Regions from separate parts of the Zea mays genome. Here regions 2 and 3 are each linked to region 1. A link is a contact called in public Hi-C data. All regions are on one chromosome and are shown on one strand. The core of a region is the stretch at or near the end of the contact, and the rest is flanking DNA. Distances in the headings are between cores, read along the strand shown. Region 1 holds the start of LOC100286236. Region 2 holds the start of LOC100384463. Region 3 holds the start of LOC100285931 (Nuclear poly(A) polymerase 3).

Region 1 (3,214 bases), core at 196-2,695:
CATCAGACGTTTATGTTTTGTGTTTCTATGTGGTTAATTGGTTACCCTTTGGAATGAAAATCCACTGAATTTGGTTTATTAGCTTACCTGGGGCTAAGCCTACGTCCTGTTGCAGGAGGAAGTTGTTAATGAAGAAAAGAAAACAGAGCCCCCCCCCCCCCCCCCCCCCCCCCCCCCCCCCTCTCTCTCTCTCTGTTTTTTATGTATAGTTTCTGTGAGATACGCCAAGGATAAGGTGATATAGCTGGCTTAGGAATAAAGAAATTGTATTGCGTTTATCTATTGTGTACGAAAGCAAAAACTTTTATCGTGGCTGCGGCGTTTTCTAATACCTAAAAAAAATCATTGATGTATTTTATTATTTACTTTATTGTGCGGTTCTGTTATCTACTCCACGGCCGGTTGTTTTTTCACTGATTTCCTTTGCTTTATTTGTTGTATTGTGCGGTTATGCAGTAACCTTTATTCTATGTTTTTTCTCCAAAAAATGTCATTAAAACATGTTGCAACAAAATACTATAACAAAATTTCCGTCTGTCAATTATATATTTTGCACTCATACAGAGGATTTTGCAACTCTTAACGTTCTTAAATGTAAAAACTCATAGCAATAAAATTATAGTTCTACATTTTCTATTTAGTTTGGATATAGGGAAAGCCCTTTTTGATGAAGATAGAGATATTGGCCTTCAAATAGTGTATCTAGAAAATTCTAGATCACAAATATATTTATTTTCAATGCAGATTACATTTTGATAATGATGTTTTCTACAAACCTTGTTATTGAAAAGCATTGAATTGGACAAAAACTAATCTAACAAAAAACATAATGAAAAAGGACACAACCTAGACCAACAATAAGATACGACCATAGGCACAAACTTAACAAAGCGAATTAAAAATGAAATTACAAGACATAAAGGGGTTATATGACAGGAGATAGGAGATATATGTCGGTGTTTTTTTGGCCTTTTGCGGACTCTAAAAAAATAGATCCAATCTAAAAGAAATAACAAAAGTATACTTAACACTAGCTCACGATATGATACCACTTGAAATAGACACAATCTAATATTCCAAGAGATACAATAATTTCGATGGGTGGAGAATTTGAGGTTCACGATCTAGACTTCGAATCAAGTCTGTTTCAAACCCTCACAATTGTTACACTATTGCTTTATTGGTTATCAACCAGCAACCACACACAATACAATTAACCTCAGCGAGAAGGCTTTTCCACAAGTAAATAAAAAATACAAGCAAGAATGCGATAAATGCAATCTAAAATGGCAAATATAAATAATGTGTTTCAATACATTAAGAGATTCAAGACTTGTTTCGAAAGGAGCAGTTGCCACAAGCGAATAAGATCAAGATCAGGCGAACTTGGTGATTTATGTGGAGCAAACAATGTATATTTCACGAGAAAAACAAGAACACACCTTGACGGCAGCAAAAGCACAAACGCGCACGCTCATACGCAAACCACACAACCCATGGAAGCGTCCCTTGCCGCCGCCGCCGTCGGCTTGTTCCCTCCACCGCGAATCCGCATCCGAATCACCAAATCGAGTCCCCTCCCACGCCATCGGTGCCTCCAATCCGGACCCTCCAAGATCTGGACCTCCGGTTCGCGGGCATGCCTGGTCGCGGCCTCCGCGTCCACACCGCCGGCGCCGGGAGGCGGCCTCTACTCGGCGGCGACGTACGAGCTGACCCCGGAAAACGTCGACCGCGTCCTGGACGACGTCCGGCCGTACCTCATCTCTGACGGGGGCAACGTCACCGTCGTTGCCGTCGAGGACGGTGTCATCTCCCTCAAGCTCGAAGGTAAATAAGCCTTTTGGATTTCGATCGGTAGGAGCGAAATCTTGCACTAGTCCATTTCCATGGTTTGCAACTTGTAGGAGCTTGCGGCAGCTGCCCCAGCTCGACGACGACGATGAATATGGGCATCGAGCGTGTGCTCAAGGAGAAGTTCGGCGACGCTTTCAAGGAAATCCGTCAGGTGTTCGACGGGGACCAGCCGGCGGCGGAGACAACGGCCGAGGTCAGTGAACGGACTCCACCACCGTAGACATAGCACCGTCGCAGTACACTGGTGGTAGTCTAAGCAATACTATCACTGATTGGCAAGCGGATCCTTTTGTGCTGCTGCAGGCGGTGAACCGGCACCTGGACATACTGCGGCCAGCGATCGCGAACTACGGCGGGAGCGTGGATGTGTTGGCCGTCGATGGCGAGGACTGCCTGGTGAGGTACGACGGGCCGGAATCCATCGGCAGCGGTATCAAGGCGGCCATCAAGGAGAAATTCCCGGACATCACCAGTGTGGTGTTTACCCTGTAAAACACCGACTGGGGCTATGCATATTCGGGGCAGTCCACAGCAAATGAACATGCTGATCGAACTTCATACTTGTAATTTGCAAAGATTTTTGTGTTGTGGGCGGGCGTCTCATCCTTGCATTTGCGATGGTGCGGTAATTGCACATCTACTCAGTGCGGATGTTTCCCTTCCCGTCACCTGAATTCAGTTGATTAGGAATTTCGTTTCATCTCGATCTGGCAATGATATTGTGCAGTTGAGGTCGTGTAATAATAATCTCTACTCTCAAGAGTTTCTTTCGACCTGATATTTCCAAAATTCTCTTCCATGTTCAAGTTGTATATCTAGGAGGACTCGGAAGAGACAATTTGTTCATGTTCGAGGAGAATACCTGAACTTCGACGTTTTGTACGAAAAAGTGTCTTTTTTCCTTATTATGACAAACATGTACAGCACAGCCGCACAGGCAGGCATTTTGTATTGAACTCGTAGTTGGGCCGTTTGTAGGGATATCCAGTCGAGAGGAGCCAACTAATCTGGGCTTCGTCTGACGGACGACCCATTTCGTCCAGGCCATTGCTTCCACCTTCCAGTACCATTCACTGTCACTAGTGCGGAAGGGCCGTGGCTAAGTTTGCTAACTATGACAAGTTTGGTAACTCTGTTTTTCTAAAAGATTTCTATTTTTATAAAAAAATGAATAATTTTTTTCTGAAAAAATAGGATTGTCAAACTAGCCATAAAAGTATGTGATAGCTTAAAATCTGCAAAACTAGATCTGAAGCATCAGAGTTATTACTTGGGAGCTCTAATTTGGATCTGGGATCCCAATGGCTGAGAAAAACATATAGAAGAGCTCTGATTTGAAATTCTGGGCGTTTCACAT
Region 2 (3,214 bases), core at 301-2,800, 260 kb before region 1:
GAATCCGGGGACTGTGCGCGAGTGGTATGGTCTCCTGTGGTCATCATAGCTTTGCGGTTGCAAGGGATGCTGGTCGCTACGTCCTTTCCTGAGACGGCGGCGTCCCATCAAAAACGGGATCCCCCCATCAAGACCCTCTTTGTCCCCGTACAGAAAAGATGCAACAAGAGAGATCCCGCCCGTCCCGTCCCGGCCCGGCACACATTTCACTGAACCCGCTTCTTAGGGTATATTTGTTTACCCCAATGAATTATATAATCTGGATTATTTTTGTAGGATTATATAATCTGGATTATATAATTTGGATTATATAATCTGAGTAGTCATGTTTGTTTACTCAGATTATTTGGCGTGTTTCTGTTGGGCGGCGGGCTTCTCCGATCCGATAGACGCAAAAACGATTCGGTAGATTATAATGGCAATGGTGGGTAATTACTAGGAAACTTGAAAAGGTAGTGAGAAAGTGGAAAAAAATAATCTGAAATAAGTATCTCCTCACTTGCTTATGGATTATCATAATCCGAGGGGTTAGATTATATAATCTGGGCAAATAAGCTAGACTGTTTGTTTGCCTCTTAGGATTATTTAATCTAGATTATATAATCTGGGGGTAAACAAAAAGGCCCTTAAGCTGCTTTATAATAAATATTAAATACTATTCAGAGAGGATTATTAGATACAGGAATCAGGATTGGTTGACGGCGGGGTTAATTACCTTGGCGCCCCTTGCGCTTCTGGCCTTCCTTACGGCACGTGTTGTCCCACAGGTGCGCCTCGTACCGCCCCGTCCACCTGTGCCTGACCCACACGTGTGGAGCAGTGTTAATCACGTGACAGCCGTTAATTACACTTCCTAACCACGCTTACTCTAACTAAGAACATCTACTAGCTAGTCCACCTGCTACCGATGCGCTCATGCGCACGCATGCTGGTACCTGGTCACCCCGCGGTAGATGGAGGTCCTCTGGGACTGGGAGGTGGTTTGCACGAGCGGCAGCGCCGGGGACGGTGGTGGTGAGGGCGCAGGGTCGCGTGCGCGCGAGAAGGTGTTGCGGTCCGCAGCGACGGCAGTCGTCACCTCCCACGAAACCTGCCCAGGCGCAGGCTGGCCCAAGAGCGAGAAGGATCCGGCGGTTGTGACCTCACACGCTAGGGCTCCGAGACCCTGGTCGGAGCTACTGCCGCCGCAGCAGTTCGCCCCGGGGCACGAGGGCAGCAGGAGGAGGGTCTGGTCGGTACCAGCCTCGCCAAGGAGAGCGGCGTCGGCGGAGGCGAGGAAGTCCTCATCCGTGAAGCCGTCGAAGGGGAGGAGCGGCGGGTTCGTCAGGGCGCCCGCCCCCAGCATCATGGACGGCGCGTAGGCGAGCGAGATGGCGCCGTTCGTCGGTGGCGACATCCACGATCGGCCGCAGACTCTTCCTCGTCCTGGGTTTCTGGTGGGTGTTTTTCTCCTTCGGGCTTCGGCGGATAAGAAGAGAAGAGAAACAAACACGAGGAGCCGGGGGAAGAGGGCGGCGCGGCGCGGCGCGCGCGGAAGAAGCGGCGGAGAGGCGGGGGAAAGGAGGTGGAGGGGAGGACGGAGGACCGGATACTTATAGGCGTGGGATGAAAATGATGGGGCAGGAGGTCAGGCGCTTCGGGCGCGCTTCTTCTCCGGTCTTCATGTCTGCCGTCTGCGGAAGCGGAACGCCGGAATCAGACAAAAATTATCGAAGCTGTGCCTGGGGGTGGTCTCCGCCAGCGCTGGGGCCGGGTCTTCCGCACTGCTGTGCTGTGCTGTTTTGGCTGCGGCTTCGCAATGCGGCGAACAGCTACGGCGGTTTCGGTTTAAAAAAGATGGTCAGACTCAGAAGGTAGGCGCGCGTGTGTCACAGACTCACAATTCAAAATCGAAGGAAGCTGTTGCGAAAAATTTTAGGGGCTGTTTGGTTCGTGGCTAAACCTGCCACACTTTGCCTAAGGTTAGTCATTCGAATTGAATAACTAACTTTAGGCAAAAAAGTTAGGCAAAGTGTGGCAAATTAGTCATCAAACCAAACAGGCCCTTAGTCTCGCAAAACATGGAGTACTCAATGTACACCAGAGCCATATTCGTTTTGCTTTATTGGTTAAGTACTTTTTTTCTATATTTCAGGTGTCTATTTTTTTAGATGCAAACATTATTCTCGTTGGTTAAGTCTAACGTTCTTCTTGGTCAGACCTTTTAGCAAAGCACGTGAGAGAATATCTAGCTTGGTTCTAATCTCTTTGTCCTAGATTGTAAGATATCTAGATTTTTAGACCGTCAAAACATATCAAATTTAACAAAACAATAAGTATTATTATATTATTTATTAGCTACATTTTTAGTAACTTGTTTTATTTATAGATCTTTATGTTTTTATAATTTTAGTCAAATTCAAGATGCTTTGACTTTTAACAAATTGAAATACCTTTTTATTTTCGAATGGAGGGGGTCAGTTAATTAGAACGGAGTAAGTTAGCTGACATCAAACATACAGCTAAGACCCGATGGCTTTTTGCGTACTATACATATTAACTCACTGCAGCTTCCTACCAGTAAAGGTTATTGCATTATTATAGGATATTTATCCCTACAGCTGTTATTTATCACCACGGTCATCCAAGAATATTGGACATGACCCATGAATATTAGCCAGTAGCGAACTAGACTCCGGCTTCTCCTCTATAGTGTTTAGTGTTTACGGTACTCACATGGAGAAAGACGACAACCACGCTTGTTGATTCGGGTGTGGATGCAACGTAGTGTCTTTGAGCTGGCACTCGGATAGTGTCACGTAGATGTGGATGTCATATTTCACCGGCGTGTGACTCATGGGATTGAAACATGTGTTTTTATATTATTTTTTTCTTTTGCAATTAGAAGTCTAAAACTAATATTTAGTATAAGTCTGATGGTGTCCACGAAAGAGTAATGCTTCTACATGTTGGTGCTACATATTAAAGCCAGTTGTTCGGACTCCTGCAACTAGAGTTAACAATAAACTCTAAATTTTAGACTATAAGATTTAAGAATCGGATCGGCTTAAAATCGAGTCATATTTTTATTCATTTTTAAAGTAAGTTTTATTTAAGGTCCTAACATTTTTCGAAGAAATATTTGAATTATAATCCATTATCATCCCTACCTGCAGATGTGATCTATAGAAACACAACACTATGTAAATAGTAAAAACCGTTATAAATTAAAGTC
Region 3 (3,214 bases), core at 422-2,921, 230 kb before region 1:
TTTCAAGTGTGTAGTAGGGCTCGAACCCTGATCGGCAGCCTCCGTAATGGACGTCCTAGCACCTTGTTATCAGCATGTTTGACATTGCTATGTTTTATATACATATCACAAAACAATTTTGCTGACAGTGTTTTAGAGACCATGTAGATGGACAAAATAGTGATTCTTTCTGACTGGAGAGAACCTCCCTCATATGAGCAGTAACTCTCTTCTTAAAGTTATGACCACATGTTTTGATTAACCTACCACCCGTTAAACTTACATTGACGTACAGGAGCAATACAATCAGACAAATCATTCCAACAGAAACATTAACTCAGCGAGCTCAGGAAACAAATGACTAAAAGATTGAGCAGCTATACGTTGCTCATATTGCTTTGTTGAAACACTATCGAAGTCATCATAATTGGCAGATTCGTCAAAACAAGAGACACTGTTTACTAAACAGACCATGTTACATATGCAACTGCAACACAACACATACTTGCACTAGAATGAATAATGTAACAAATAACAGTACTGCATGGCTAGCTGATAAACGTAATGCCTCGCCAGAAAAATATCCAGGCAATTAAAGACGAGGTGATATAAATTTCGGCAACAATTAATTTGTTTAAAGAGAACACAACATATAGAAAATGAAGTAAAAGCAACACAGACACTACAGACCATTCTAAATCAATTTCATGAACAACTAAACTGGGTGTTACATCACCATAAAGGTTTCTAAGAAATTGTGGACAAATTTGGCATCCTCCTTACCCCCAGGGCATAGGAACCGAAGGTCAACACCGTGGCTGAAGCGATCCAGTGCCAGTTGCCCTGCTCGTAGGCCACCCTCTTTGCCCAATCCATTACTATCTGCAACAAAGTCGCCACCAGATCAGATCATCAATTTGGACCGGCACCGCAAGCAGAAACCTTTTAAATACGAAACCCTAACCCCCATTACCTTGCCGAGCTCGCGTACTACCCGCTCCCTCCTCCGCTCGTCCTCTAGCGAAGGCACAATCCCCGCGTCGGAAATGAACTAGACCACGTGAAACGTCAGTTCCAAAAATCAACCACGGAGTCAGACGAAATTACACCATAAGGGACAACCGTGTGTGCGAGCTTTAAGCTCCGGAGCTCACCTTGAGGAGGGAGCGGCTCCGACACTCGTCCATGTAAATGATGACCTCACGCGGGAGCGCCATGTGCATCGGGTGCGGCAGGAGCGTCCCGGGGGGTGGGGGCCCCGGGAGGTACATCCCCGTCGTCGGTGGGATCGGCGGTGGAGGCGGCGGGCCCATGAGCAGCACTGGCGCTAGGGTTTGGGTCTCAGCCCTGCGGGCCGCCGAGCCCCTGATGGCGTGGTCCAGTACCATTGCTTCAGGAGCGGGGGGCTGGCGAGGGAAAGGCGGCGGCGGTCGGCGGCGAACCGCCCGCGATTCGCCGCCGCGTTGTTGAGTGGGTGGCGGACGCGGAGGCGACGACGTGAGCAGAGCTTCACGCTTTGAAATTGCTCGGACTTGAGACAGATTTGGGGTTTTAGTTACAAGGGTAATGGACCAGCAGGACCCGAACGGAACGGAGGCTGGAACGGGATCAAAGTCGCGAGCTGGCGCGGTGGAACATTGGGAATTTGGGAGTGTCTCAGGATGCAGGCTGGCGAGCAACGAAAGAGGATTATGGGTGCTGATTTGGTCTCTAGAATTTTATATACGGTTGTTTGCTCTCTTCAGAGCTGTCGGTATTGTTTGCTCTCTTCAGAGCTGTCGGTACTTGATAGATTAAGAATATTGTATTGTTGTGGCCTTCTACAAGTTCCCTTTCCTAATTCCAAAGCTTTATGCTGTTGTTAGTTCCTTTTATGGGACCACTTTTGGTCGCCGAAATCCTCTTTATTTAGTGCATATAAACAAAAGTAAAAGAGACATCATGACAATTTAAAATCAAATCTATATCAAAACAAACATGCAGAAATAATAAAAAATTTGACAGTAGCATCACGTGTCATATTATCTATAAAAAACTGCATAGCGAAAGGAATTATTCCACACCAACCAATGTGGAATGGCTTGATGGTGGACAATAAAAATTACTAGTAGTTGGTGTCTATAGACTCATCTCCCTCCTTAACACGAGTGTCAAAGTTCTAACAAAAATCTTAGTCAATCGCTTGCAGCTGGTGATCACAAAGCTCGTCCATCAAAATCAATATGGTTTTATCAAGGATAGATCGATCCAGGATTGCTTAGCTTGGGTTTTTGAATATATTTCCCTTTGTCACAAATCCAGAAAAGAAATGGTCATTTTAAAGCTTGATTTTGAGAAGACATTTAATAAAATGGAGCATGCTGCTCTCTTGGAGATCCTGAGGCACAAGGGGTTCAGTAATAAATGGATCCACTGGATCTCTATGATTCTTGGCTCTGGATCTTCTGAAGTTCTTTTGAATGGAGTCCCTAGGAAAAGATTTCACTGTCGACGCGGAGTCAGACAAGGCGACCCTCTGTCCCCGCTTCTTTTTGTTCTTGCTGCTGACCTTTTGCAGTCTATTGTCAACAAGGCATGCGAAGGTGGCTGAAAGTCGCCTAGAGGGGGGTGAATAGGACGAATCTGAAATTTATAAACTTAAGCACAACTACAAGTCGGGTTAGCATTAGAAATATAAACGAGTTCGAGAGAGAGGGCGCAAAACAAATCGTGAGCGAATAAAGAGCGAGACACGATAATTTGTTTTACCGAGGTTCGGTTCTTGCAAACCTACTCCCCGTTGAGGTGGTCACAAAGACCGGGTCTCTTTCAACCCTTTCCCTCTCTCAAACGGTCCCACGGACCGAGTGAGCTTCTCTTCTCAATCAAACGGAACACTAAGTTCCCGCAAGGACCACCACACAATTGGTGTCTCTTGCCTCGGTTACAATTGAGTTGATCGCAAGAAGAATGAGAAAGAAAAGAAGCAATCCAAGCGCAAGAGCTCAAATGAACACAACAAATCACTCTCTCTAATCACTAAAGCTTTGTGTGGAGTTGGGAGAGGATTTGATCTCTTTGGTGTGTCTTGTATTGAATGTTGTAGCTCTTGTAAGGTGTAGAAGTGTAGAAACTTGGATGCCAATGAATGTGGGGTGGTTGGGGTATTTATAGCCCCAACCACCAAAAGTTGGTCGTTGGAAATGTGCTGTCGCATGGCGCACCGGACAGTCTGGTGCGCCACCGGACACTGTCC

The links. A called contact is a pair of places that touch in the nucleus more often than the background predicts.
Region 2: a Hi-C map of tassel shows a contact between it and region 1, with 4 times the contacts expected there. The contact joins the promoter of LOC100384463 here to the promoter of LOC100286236 in region 1. A contact is called at or near these places in 3 of 25 Hi-C or Micro-C datasets (bundle sheath, ear and tassel).
Region 3: a contact with region 1 is called in a Hi-C map of leaf, with 7 times the contacts expected there. The contact joins the promoter of LOC100285931 here to the promoter of LOC100286236 in region 1. A contact is called at or near these places in 5 of 25 Hi-C or Micro-C datasets (bundle sheath, ear, endosperm and 2 more).

The regions. Positions count from the first base shown.
Region 1 is chr1:51,183,561-51,186,774 of Zm-B73-REFERENCE-NAM-5.0, forward strand. LOC100286236 reads left to right here and starts at 1,446. Exons shown (of 3, transcript NM_001159124.2): 1 at 1,446-1,830; 2 at 1,908-2,050; 3 at 2,161-2,599. The coding sequence starts at 1,497. The coding sequence ends at 2,349. LOC100191798 reads left to right here. Exons shown (of 7, transcript NM_001137223.1): 7 at 1-56.
Region 2 is chr1:50,927,795-50,931,008 of Zm-B73-REFERENCE-NAM-5.0, forward strand. LOC100384463 reads right to left here and starts at 1,551. Exons shown (of 8, transcript NM_001176995.1): 1 at 936-1,551; 2 at 716-798. The coding sequence starts at 1,396.
Region 3 is chr1:50,954,427-50,957,640 of Zm-B73-REFERENCE-NAM-5.0, forward strand. It overlaps LOC100285931 (Nuclear poly(A) polymerase 3), which reads right to left and starts at 1,672. Exons shown (of 10, transcript NM_001158820.2): 1 at 1,134-1,672; 2 at 953-1,030; 3 at 763-861. The coding sequence starts at 1,367.